3 separate regions of the Mus musculus genome follow, and regions 1 and 3 are each linked to region 2. Evidence: chromatin contacts called from public ChIA-PET and HiChIP or PLAC-seq data. All regions are on one chromosome and are shown on one strand. The core of a region is the stretch at or near the end of the contact, and the rest is flanking DNA. Distances in the headings are between cores, read along the strand shown.

Evidence for each region. ChIA-PET counts read pairs in DNA pulled down with a chosen protein or histone mark. HiChIP or PLAC-seq counts read pairs in DNA pulled down with a chosen protein or histone mark.
Region 1: a contact with region 2 is called in an H3K4me3 HiChIP or PLAC-seq map of the SCID.adh cell line, with 20 read pairs. The contact joins the promoter of Cyth4 here to the promoter of Mfng in region 2. A contact is called at or near these places in 19 of 39 promoter capture datasets (the 3T3-L1 cell line, 3T3-L1-derived adipocytes, the C10 cell line and 12 more), 3 of 15 datasets of contacts at CTCF or cohesin (the NIH/3T3 cell line, embryonic stem cells and large pre-B cells), 6 of 484 Hi-C or Micro-C datasets (B cells, the N1E-115 cell line, bone marrow-derived macrophages and 2 more), 22 of 115 datasets of contacts at active chromatin or transcription factors (the 230-238 cell line, the HPC-7 cell line, the SCID.adh cell line and 13 more) and 3 of 9 other capture datasets (adipose tissue, liver and pancreatic islet).
Region 3: a contact with region 2 is called in an RNA polymerase II ChIA-PET map of memory CD8 T cells, with 3,217 read pairs. The contact joins the enhancer-like site here to the promoter of Mfng in region 2. A contact is called at or near these places in 9 of 39 promoter capture datasets (the 3T3-L1 cell line, the C10 cell line, the HPC-7 cell line and 5 more), 1 of 15 datasets of contacts at CTCF or cohesin (large pre-B cells), 1 of 484 Hi-C or Micro-C datasets (bone marrow-derived macrophages), 4 of 115 datasets of contacts at active chromatin or transcription factors (the 230-238 cell line, the SCID.adh cell line, effector CD8 T cells and 1 more) and 4 of 9 other capture datasets (adipose tissue, embryonic stem cells, liver and 1 more).

Annotation. Positions count from the first base shown.
Region 1 is chr15:78,595,438-78,598,709 of GRCm38.p6, reverse strand. It overlaps Cyth4 (cytohesin 4), which reads right to left and starts at 1,663. Exons shown (of 13, transcript NM_028195.3): 1 at 1,491-1,663. The coding sequence starts at 1,509. Gm52186 (a long non-coding RNA gene) reads left to right here. Exons shown (of 4, transcript XR_003951538.1): 4 at 1-144.
Region 2 is chr15:78,771,404-78,775,004 of GRCm38.p6, reverse strand. Mfng (MFNG O-fucosylpeptide 3-beta-N-acetylglucosaminyltransferase) reads left to right here and starts at 1,560. Exons shown (of 8, transcript NM_008595.2): 1 at 1,560-1,987. The coding sequence starts at 1,733.
Region 3 is chr15:78,556,015-78,559,256 of GRCm38.p6, reverse strand. It overlaps Rac2 (Rac family small GTPase 2), which reads left to right. Exons shown (of 7, transcript NM_009008.3): 7 at 1-88. Among named protein-coding and RNA genes, the nearest start is that of Sstr3, 13 kb to the right of the region's middle. Within about 2 kb of position 1,341, at least 21 of the 459 cell types and tissues checked have an H3K27ac peak or open chromatin away from gene starts, as enhancers often do. A contact at or near this core is called in memory CD8 T cells, where this site is marked.

The DNA.
Region 1 (3,272 bases), core at 414-2,913, 180 kb after region 2:
GGGCCGTTTGTAAAATGGATGAATAAATAATGAACAAACAGAATGATGGAGCAGTCCGTGGAGACCCTTTGCCTGGTCTCCCTTTGCCTTCTTGTTGGCCTTGAACCTCAGCCTAGTCCCTGTGTCTTTGTGGAACTTAACTCAACCGCCCCCCCCCCCCCCCACACACACAACACCCAAAGAGACAAGGGAGAGGTTATATTAAGGAGATCTTTGGTGGCCAGAGCCACAGCCTCTTCTTATATTATGTCCTGTCAAAGCCCCCTGTATCCCGACCATAAATAAATGGCTGTTGAAAGAGTCTGAGGGAGCCAGGTGCAGTGGTGGTGCACACCTTTAATCCCAGCACTTGGGAGGCAGAGGCAGGCAGGTCTCTGTGAGTTTGAGGCCAACCTGGTCTACAGAGCTAGTTCCAGGACAGTCAAGGCTACATGGAGAAACACTGTCTCCAAAAATCTAAAAATAAAGGGGGTGGGGATAAGAAAGAGAGAGAGAGAGAGAGAGAGAGAGAGAGAGAGAGAGAGAGAGAGAGAGAGAACAAACAAAAGAAAGGAAGGAAGGAAGAACCTGATCGGTTTCTGGAATACAGAACAAGGCATAGCATCTGGAGAATACCCAGCACCAGTGAGCAGGGCTCAGCACCAGTGGGCGGGGCTCAGCACCAGTGGGCGGGGCTCAGCACCAGTGGGCGGGGCCCAGTGCTGGTGGGTGGGGCCTGGCTGTTAAGGGTTAGGTATCATTTGGAGAATCTGTCACTCTGAACCAGTCATATAGACCTGGGGATCCAGACAGCCAGCAGCTGCAGTCCCTCAGAGCCCAGAACTCCAAGAGAACTCTCTGAGGGTACAGGGACATGGCTCCACCCACAGCCCTGCTCTCTGCTCCCTGAGAACCACACCAGCCTGTCCCTCCCATTTCCTTTTTCTCTGTCCCTCAGACCCACCGCCCTGGTTACTGAGTGAACAGGGCCTACTGTGCCAGGGCCTCATTGAATGAATGTTACTCCTTCAGGCAGTGTCCCCAGCCTCCATCAAACGTCACCAGACCCCAGGAGCTAAGAAGACTCTGTAGGGCCCTCACAGGGTCTAGGCAGGTGTCACCACCAACAATATCCACCTTCATCAGAAGTCATTCTTCCCAGGTCCCTTATGGGGGGCCTTCCCTCCTGAAAACTCTTCCTTGGAACTCCCAAGAACTCTGCTGAGCCGCGTCGGCCTGAGCACTCCCAATTCCTTCTTCCCTCGTCCTTGATCTCCTGTTTTATCTATCTTTTATCTCGTTTGTCATCATCCACCTCATAGTGCAGAGCCCAGGAGGTAAGCAACCACTCAGATGCCTGTGGGACCCCGAGGCCTGGAGTCTAGCCCGGTGCCTACCTCTGCACATGGAGTTTGAGGTTTTCTTTCCTGGCCTTCTGGGCACGGCTGCCCTTGATTCCCTGTTCTGCCGGAGGAAAGGACTGAGGCCCGTGGCTGGGACCTATCGCTTACCTGTGTGACACACATCCATTCTGAAGCCCAGGGGAAAGGTGGCCCAGCTGCTTGCCTTGCCAGCTCAGCTGCTGCTCTGGTGGGTAGCCAAGAGGACCAGTCATGGCCCCTTCCTGCCTGCCCCGCCCAGACCCTGTGGGAGGAAGTCAGCCCTGGCCACAGGGGTCTGTGCGCAGGCTCCTGACACAGAGCGCACTTCCTAAAGGCAGTTGAGTTTCACCAGTTAGCTCAGACCCTGGCATCTGAGTACTTGGAAAGTGGGGAAGCAGAAGGAAGACAGAGCTAGGGCAGGGGAGTGGGGGTGGGTGGATAAAGACAAACAGACAGACAGACAGACAGGTGGATTATGGGCCCCCACAAGCTCAGTCACAGGGGAAGAAGGTCCTAACGATGGACCTTCTCTGGGGGGCGCGGGTCTTTACCCAGCAACCTCTTTAAATATAAGCCAAAAGATTTCCCAGCTTCTAGGGTCCTCTCTGAACTCCCCTGAATCAAATCTCATTGGAGAAAAGACAAGTCATTCAGGGATGGGGGAGGGGCTTTGCTTTTTTTTTTTTTTTTAAAGAAATGCCCCCCCCCCCCCCCACGTCTCACAAAGTGTCTAATTTCCCTCTCTCCCCGGGCCGCTAGGAAACTCACCATCAAATCTGTACAATCCTTCCATGTGACTTTGTGGCCAGATCCAGTTGTTTGACCCTCAGCATCTCCACTCAGGCAGGTGTCACCACCAACAGGGTGCATGTGACTTCGGGCTAGTCAACCTATTACACCGAGTCTCATTTGGCTTGCGTCCGAAGAGAGTATGCACACTCAACCTTGGGAATGTAGAAAGAGCAGTGTAAGATTCTTGGAATGTAGTAGGTGTTCAAAAAATGATTTTCCTTTAGGCTTTAACTGCCCCCCCCCCAGCTGCCCCATTGTTGACTGCTTTGTTTCTCAGGCCTTTTCTGGTGAGTTGGTTCAGATCCTGCAGAGAAAAAGGGATGGCTGACAGAAACTTCAGTCAGAGGAGCGCTTACTCTTTGGAATTCAGGGCACATCCTGGCTCACTGATCTGTTTCCAATCTATTTAGAAGTCCAGTGAGGGCAAGGTCACATTTGTGTCCTAGTCTCTCGTAAAATGTGAGGAGAAAGGAGTGTTCAAGTGAGGATGAACTAATGAATGAGTGAATGAATGAATACACCCAGGGAAGATAGGCATGTAGTTCCTTCCTTGAGTGATGCAGACATTTCCGGCCTGGAGGTATAGGCCTGTCATCCTGGCTTCTTGGGAGACTGAGGCAGGAGGATTAAAAATTCAAGCCTGATCCAGTGAAAACCTGTCTTAAAATAAGAAACAAGAAGAGGGTTGGGGACATAGCTCATGGGTAGAGAGCTTGTCTAGCATAGCCAAGGCCCTGCACATGCACACGCACACACAGAAGTGGGGTGTGCCCCCCCCCCCACCGCCTGGAGTCTGAGCTCAACCCTGTGTCTTTGACCCAAAGTCTAGCTGAGAGAGTGGTGCAGTTTTATGTATCAACAACAGGGGGCGCCCTGGAGGCCTGGATTAATCTGGTTTACGGAATGGAGCAGGCTGGCCTCTGCAGCATTCTGGCTTTCCAGATGCCCTGTGTCTCCCACTTCTGTCCTTTCTCATCCAAGTTTGGCCACAGGACTTGCTAAGAAACAGGATCCTCCACAGGCAGCAGGAAGGTGGGAGCTAGTGCTTGCGGGTGGGGTGGGCTACAGCAGGGACAGAGAACTGGGGGAAAAGGTCCCCATTGCCACATCGAAATTCAC
Region 2 (3,601 bases), core at 311-2,810:
CCTTGGCTCCTCCCAGAGACGCCCGCCATCTGTGCTGGAGTCACCTTACCTGCCCCAGTGCCAGGTGGGGGGCCCTCAGCCCGGCCTTCCTCATCAACAGAGTGTCCTCTGCTCAGGTCACTTGAAGCCAGGAGGCCAGGAGTGGCTTAAGGAGCCTGGCAAATTGTGGGTGTGTGGCTGTCCCCAAGAGACAGCCCCCAGAGTGAGCATGGTTACCTCCGGGGGAGCAGTCTAGAGAGACAGACTGGAAGAGGTGTCCTTGGGCTTTGAGGTTAGAATTTCACTTACAAAAATGTTCACTGTGTGTGTGTGTGTGTGTGTGTGTGTGTGTGTGCGCGCGCGCATGCAATAGCAAGAGTGCACTGTGTATATAAGGTTCAGGAGCCGTTCTCCCTTTTTGTCATGTGGGTCCTGGGAATCAAACTCAGGCAGTCAGCGTGTCAGCAAGCTGCCTTTTCTGCTGAGCCCTCTCACCTCTCACCTGCCCCGAGATCCCTTTAAGGAATTTGCTATGGTGATGCACACCTGTCAGATGTGCATGCACACAACTTGCTGTGGCAACACACACAAGGCCAGGGAACAACTTGCTGGAGGGGGCATGTCCCTGGGAATTGAACTCAGGTCCATCCACAGGCTTGGTGGCAAGCACCTTCACCTGCTGAGCCATCTTGGAGTCCCTCACCATCATTTCGTAAATGATAGAGGTATCTTGTCGACAGCCATACAGCCAGGTTGTGGCCCTAGCTGGGATCTGAACCCAGCCCCAAGCCTAGGCTTTTCCTTGGTGGCACTGTTCTGAGGAGGTGAGCTGTGAAGGGGACAGGCTGAGGCTGACACCTCATTGTCCTAGTGCTCCAGGAGCCTTTAGCAGGCTTAGATCCATTCACAGCCACCAAGCACTTTCCTGTGCTTAATTAACATAATTAACAAGTATTGATCAAGTGCCCAGTATGTACCAGGTACCGTACTGGGTTCTGGATAGTCAACAAAAGAGAATACCCCCTGCCTCAGTAGTATCATAAGTAAGACAATAAATATGTAAAATACACCATACAGCAAGAAGTTAGAAGGGTCTAGGCTTGGGGGCTGGGAAGGAGGGCTGTTTAAAATGGGCAGGAAAAGCCTCATGGCAGAAATAATGTCTGTGTAAAGATTCAAAGAAAGCAAGAATCTAGGCAGCATGCTATGGTGGGCATGGCCCTGTGATAGATGTAGGCCTGATGCATGGTGGATGATGGGAAGGGCCAGCAGGAGGGAGAATGAGCCAGGACCTGAGGCTGGCTGGACAGGATCCTGGCTATTCTAGGAGCCAGAGAAAGGACTGTGAGGCATAGGAAGGCTGGAGTGGCTTCTTCCCACCTCGTGGAGGGTTTGGTGTGGCTGCAGCAGCTGGCAGGGCCCTGTGCCTCTTCCAGTGGGTGGCTCCCAGCAGCTGCCTCTGGGGCTTCCCAGGCCTAGCCCCGCCCCTCGGGCTGAGGCAGGGGCGGGGCCAGGAGCTAAGTGGCCCGGAGGGAGGGCTGAGGAGCAGGTGGCGGGCTGGTGGCCTCTGCCGGCTGGCAGGACGGTGGTGGCTCAGTCTCTGGGTCCAGAGACCCAGCTTCCTCCTTTCCCGTTGGTGTGTGCCCCCGATGCCTGCCAGACTTTTGCCTGTACCAGGGCCCCCTCCTGACCAGCCTCCCACCCCAGACTGATTGGGGAGTCGGGGGCTGAACTGTCTGGGGGCCTGCTACCAATGCACTGCCGACTTTTTCGGGGCATGGCGGGAGCCCTCTTTACCCTCCTGTGCGTGGGGCTCCTGTCTCTACGATACCACTCAAGTTTGTCCCAGAGGATGATACAGGGCGCGCTCAGGCTGAACCAACGGAACCCAGGACCCCTGGAGCTGCAGCTAGGCGACATCTTCATCGCAGTCAAGACTACCTGGGCCTTCCATCGCTCCCGCCTGGACCTGCTACTAGACACGTGGGTCTCCAGGATCAGGCAACAGGTGACAGGCGGGGGCTGCCTTGAAGTCTGAGAGAGCACTCCTGGCTGGGGGGCTCCCAGGGGTCTTCCTGGTGGTCTGGGGAAAAGCTGACCACCAGGGAGTGGTTCCTTCTGGGGTCTCTCCACTTCTTCCGTGCCCACCCCCATCCCCACTGCCACACTCCAGGGCCTCCTTAGACTCACAGGTCTATCTCTGTTGGGTTCCATGTGGCACCTCTGTCCTAGGCTCCTCTTGGGTCCCCCTCATCTCCTAGATTCTTGACCCTAACTTGCCTGAAGATTCTGGTGGGTGTTAAGGTGAAAACCCACCAGGACCGAGTAGCTGCGCACCTCAGCTCTGGGCATGGATGGGGCTGTGTGAGGCAGGGGTGTGATGTGGATGCTGGAGAGACATGGAGGTGGGGCCTGCTTGAGGGAGGCTTCCTCTCAGTTCCTGCCCTGCTGTGCTGCCCAGGGTGTGAGGGCCCTGTCTAGCTTCTCCGTTTCCTGTGCTGTGGTTGGGATGGGAGGCAGTGGGTGAGGTCGTGTGGGCTGGAGGTCAAGGTGAGGGGAGATCTGCCAAGGCATATGGAATGTGTGTGTGTGTGTGTGTGTGTATACCTGTGCTCATACACAGGGCTAGGCATGCTAAATACAGTAATAAGAAGGCATGAGAGTAATGAGTGTGTTTCCTGAAAGCAGAGTCTCTCTCCCCATACTCAAGACCCCATCAAGCAAAGCCAGGGATGGGTGTGGGTATGGGGGGCATTGGGGACCACGTCAGGGGAGGTAGCAGAACTCATGCACTTGTGCACACACACACTATGTCCCCATGGTGGCTGCTGGCTCTGTGAGCGGAAGTGACTGAGCCTTTGGTGGGGAGGCCAAGGAGAGGAGGTAGTTTAGTGAGGGAGAGGTGGGGGTACCTGAAAAGGATGCCCTCCCCCTCCCCGTTTCCTGGCATAATGTCCGGTACAGGCATGAGTTCTTCCCTGGTAGAGCTCCCTGTAGCCCCCAACCCCTCCCCCCCAGCCTCCCCCCTTCTTGTCTGGAGGAGACCGTGGTTCCTCCACGGAAGCCAGCAGGGCTGGCCCTCCGCACAGACCTTCCTGTTTATGAAGCTGCGTCTGTGTGTACCAGGGAGTAAAGCCTCACATGGTCCCTGGCGCTTTCCTGTCGTCTTGCTCACGGCGATGGTGCCCTTGCCCTGAAAGGAAGGGCTGGCCAGAGTCACCCAGGAGGCCTATGGGGCATAGCACAGAGGTACACCCTCTCCGCTTCTCAGCTGGGCCCCTTCTCTACCAGGTCTCAAGATCAGAGCTGCCAGGGTTACTGGGGTACGGCCGGTCCAGGGCCACCGGCTGCGAGGCTGGTGCCTAAATGTGTGTCCTAGGTTCTCCCAGCGGCCAATCAGGCACCCAGGTCCAAGGTGCCAGCTTCTCTAAGAGGCTACACCAGGAGGCTTAAGCTTGCTGACCACCTGCGTGGAAGGTTCTGCCTCCCCATCCTCAGTGAGGCAGGAGAGGTGTTGGATTCCCCAGCCAGAGCCAGGGAGAAGGTTCTGGAAGGATGGTCAGGTGCGGAATGGAGGTGGGAGACAGGGACGTCCATTCCTTATTCCTAGGCTCCTTTCTTC
Region 3 (3,242 bases), core at 92-2,591, 220 kb after region 2:
CACAGCCAGCCCACTGTCACCCTGACAGCTTATTTCACCCAGATCTCAGCTTTCACTTTAATCTGAATAAAGTCCCCGATACTTTTGCAATTTGTGTGGAATTTTATTTCGGTTCCTTGACTAAGAGGCCAAGAACCGAGAAAACCCTGACCGGACTCCCCACCACCACTAGTGACCTTTCTTCTCCTTCTGTTGCCCACCCACCCAGGCCCTGTCCCTGTGTGCCTTAAACTCCCCTGTGTGCTGGGTGGGCTCCTGCTGTGGGTGTTCAGCTCCCCGCCCCAGCTGCCCTGGGGTCTTTGCCTTACCCCAAGAGTAATGACATGAAATACCTGTTCCACCCCCTCACCGCACATGTAACCTCAGTCCTGCATTTGGTCACTTGGGGTGCTGCTAGCCATTGCAGAGGAGGAAACAGGGCCTGGAAAGCCTAGGGGTCAGTGCTCTGATGGACAAAGCAGCCTGACCCCTCCTGCCCCTCCCCGCCCTGCCCCTTCTGCTTGTCTCACCCCTCCTTCTCTCTTCCAACCTCCCTACCTTCTCTTACGGTTGCTACCCCTCCCACTCCTCTCTCCCTCTCCCACCCCTTCCATCCCTCCCACTCCCTCCTATCCTCTCCCATCCCTCCCACCCATCCCTATCCTCTCCCACCCCTCCTGCCCCTCCCCCATTCCTCTCTCCTTGCCTACAGAATCCCAGTTTAGGGCAGGACAGCAGTGTGCTCAGCATTGATGAAATACTTGTTTTCAGTGAGAGGAAAGGCTGTTTAAGTGTGTGTGCTTGTTGCTGTTAGAGCAACCAAGTTTTGTTCCTAATTCCACCTCCCTGGAGGAGGATCTGACACCCTCTTTTGGCTTCTGTGGGCACACACACACACCCCATTAAAAACAAAACTAAACCTTTAAAGTAAATATACGTGTTTTCTCAGCCTTTGGGGCTCCGAGGTCACACTGTTTTCACCAACCACATCCACACAAGGAAAGTCAGTCAGAGATGCTGTTTCTTGGAAGAAAGATAACAAAAGTGGTCTCTTGCTCTGAAAACTGATGGGATGTCCAGAGCAGCCACTGTCACCTGGTGAGCTTGCAGCCTACAGCATCAACAGCAGAAGCCAACGGCTTCAGACAGAGACAGAAAGATAAACCGGGCCGGTGCTGTTAGCCTGCATCAGCCTTGCTTCCAGAATGAATGCTGGAGGACCCAGTTACTCGTTTTTAGCACACTTGGCCAGACTTCCCACCGATGTTCCCTGTTAGTACCTGAGGCCCTAGACCCTGAGCGGCTGAGGATCAGAGGCCTCCTGAGCAGCGAATGACAAGCTGTGAGATGGTTTTGAAACAGGAGGAAGTGCTTGCTGGGTAGGCTCAGAAGTGAGGCTTGCTCCACAGCATTCACCTGGTACCAGAGCACACAGTGTGTGGCCTGGGAGGGGCCGGGGCTCTCTACTCTATGCTCAGCCCTCTTGTCCATGGCATCATGGCCCAGGAGTGAGGTAAGCACCTGCTGGACCAGACCTCCATCTCTTCCAAAGCTCTCAGCCTCCAGCTAGCTGCTTCCTGCTCCTTCTTCCGAAGCAGGGACCTCTTAGCCCCACCATCTCACGTCCACACTCACAAGTCAAGCCTGGATGACTGTCATCCTAGGGTCCCCTAATTCAAGCCCCCAACTGCACTGCCCCTCCTGAGCTGAGCCTTGGCCCTTTCCTCTGGTCAGCAGTGACGTCTTTCCCAGGATGCCTCCTGCTTTCCCTCTCTCAGTCCCCGCTCCAAATGCACCGGGAAGTCTCAGTAGGATCGTGTGTCACAGACTGTGCCACCCCAAGTGTCATCCTAAGATCTGCTGTTCGCTGGAGCCGGGACTCATCTGACAGACTGTCATGGAGTCTGGGGGCTGCACCGTGCCCTCAGGAGCTCACAGGCTATATAGGAGGTCCCCATGTCAGCAGAGAACAGGGAAGTGGTCCCTCTGTGTAGCTGTCCCCTGTGCTTTCAGTCCCATGTGCTCTGTCAACATAGCCACTCAGTCCCTGATTCAGGTTCTCATCCAGAGCTATAATGTCATTTGTTTTGTTTTGTTTTGCTTTCAAGATCAAGGTTTCTTTTTTATAGGCCTGGCTCTTCTGGAACTTGCTCTGTAGATCAGGGTGGCCTTGAACTTGCAGAGATCTGCTTACCTCTGCCTCCTGAGTGATTGACACAAATGAGGGAATGGATAAAAGAATATATAAGAGAGAGAGAGAGAGAGAGAGAGAGAGAGAGAGAGAGAGAGAGAGAGAGAACCAGCCATGCCCATAATCTGCCATCCTGCTGAAGCAGGTTTCTACTGCCCACCAAGGTGTAGCCATGCCCGTGATCCATCTTGTGTGTGCCACATCAGCTGAGTCCCCTCTGACTGCCCCATCTACTACTAATGTGAGTGAGGAGAGCGGCCTGGATGAGCCCAGCCATCCCGGATCATGAGGGGGAGCAGCACAGCTCCTCTGCAGGCTCTGAGTCTGGAGAACCTTGATGTCTGCGGCTTTGCTCTGTCTCCCCACCCCCACCTGCCTCTACACAGGCTTCATGGGATGTCAGTAAAGGACACAATAAAGGGTCCTGCAGATGGCGAGGCAGAGCTAGATGCCATGAGAGGACCCCCAGGAAGGCAAAAGGCCACAAGGCATAGAAGAACACTGGCTTCTATTCACTTCCTGTGTCCCCACTCCTCTGTGCTAAGACTGCACACACAGAGAAGGATGAGGCCCAGTCTTTTCTCACCAGGGGCTCGGAGGTCAGGAGAGACAGACACGTGGATACCTTTGCCCTTGTGATTTGTTCCACACATCAGAATCTTCTGTACAGAAAGGAAGAGCTCTGGTCTGAGGGTCAGTGCATCCAGGGTTGGTATACCATGGGATGGTACATATACCCTAAGTCCTTATACCCTGGCCCTGTGGAAAGGTGGCCACGAACCGAGGACAGAAGAAACAGAAAAAAATCTGTGTGCAGAGAAACTGTGAGACAGCTATGACCTCAAATCCTGGTAGTTGAACTATAGAGCAGAGGGCGGTGAAGGCTAGACCTCAGGGCATGATGGGAAGAGGGAAGGATCGGGGAGGGGTGCAGATCAAAACGACACAGAGAAAGCCCATCTCCTGGAACTGGGGGGTGGGTGTCTGGATCTGGACACTGTAGGCTGTCGATGACAGTGATGGCTTAGGACACTGAAGAGCCTGCTTGAGGAGCAGTTAACCTTCTGAGCCT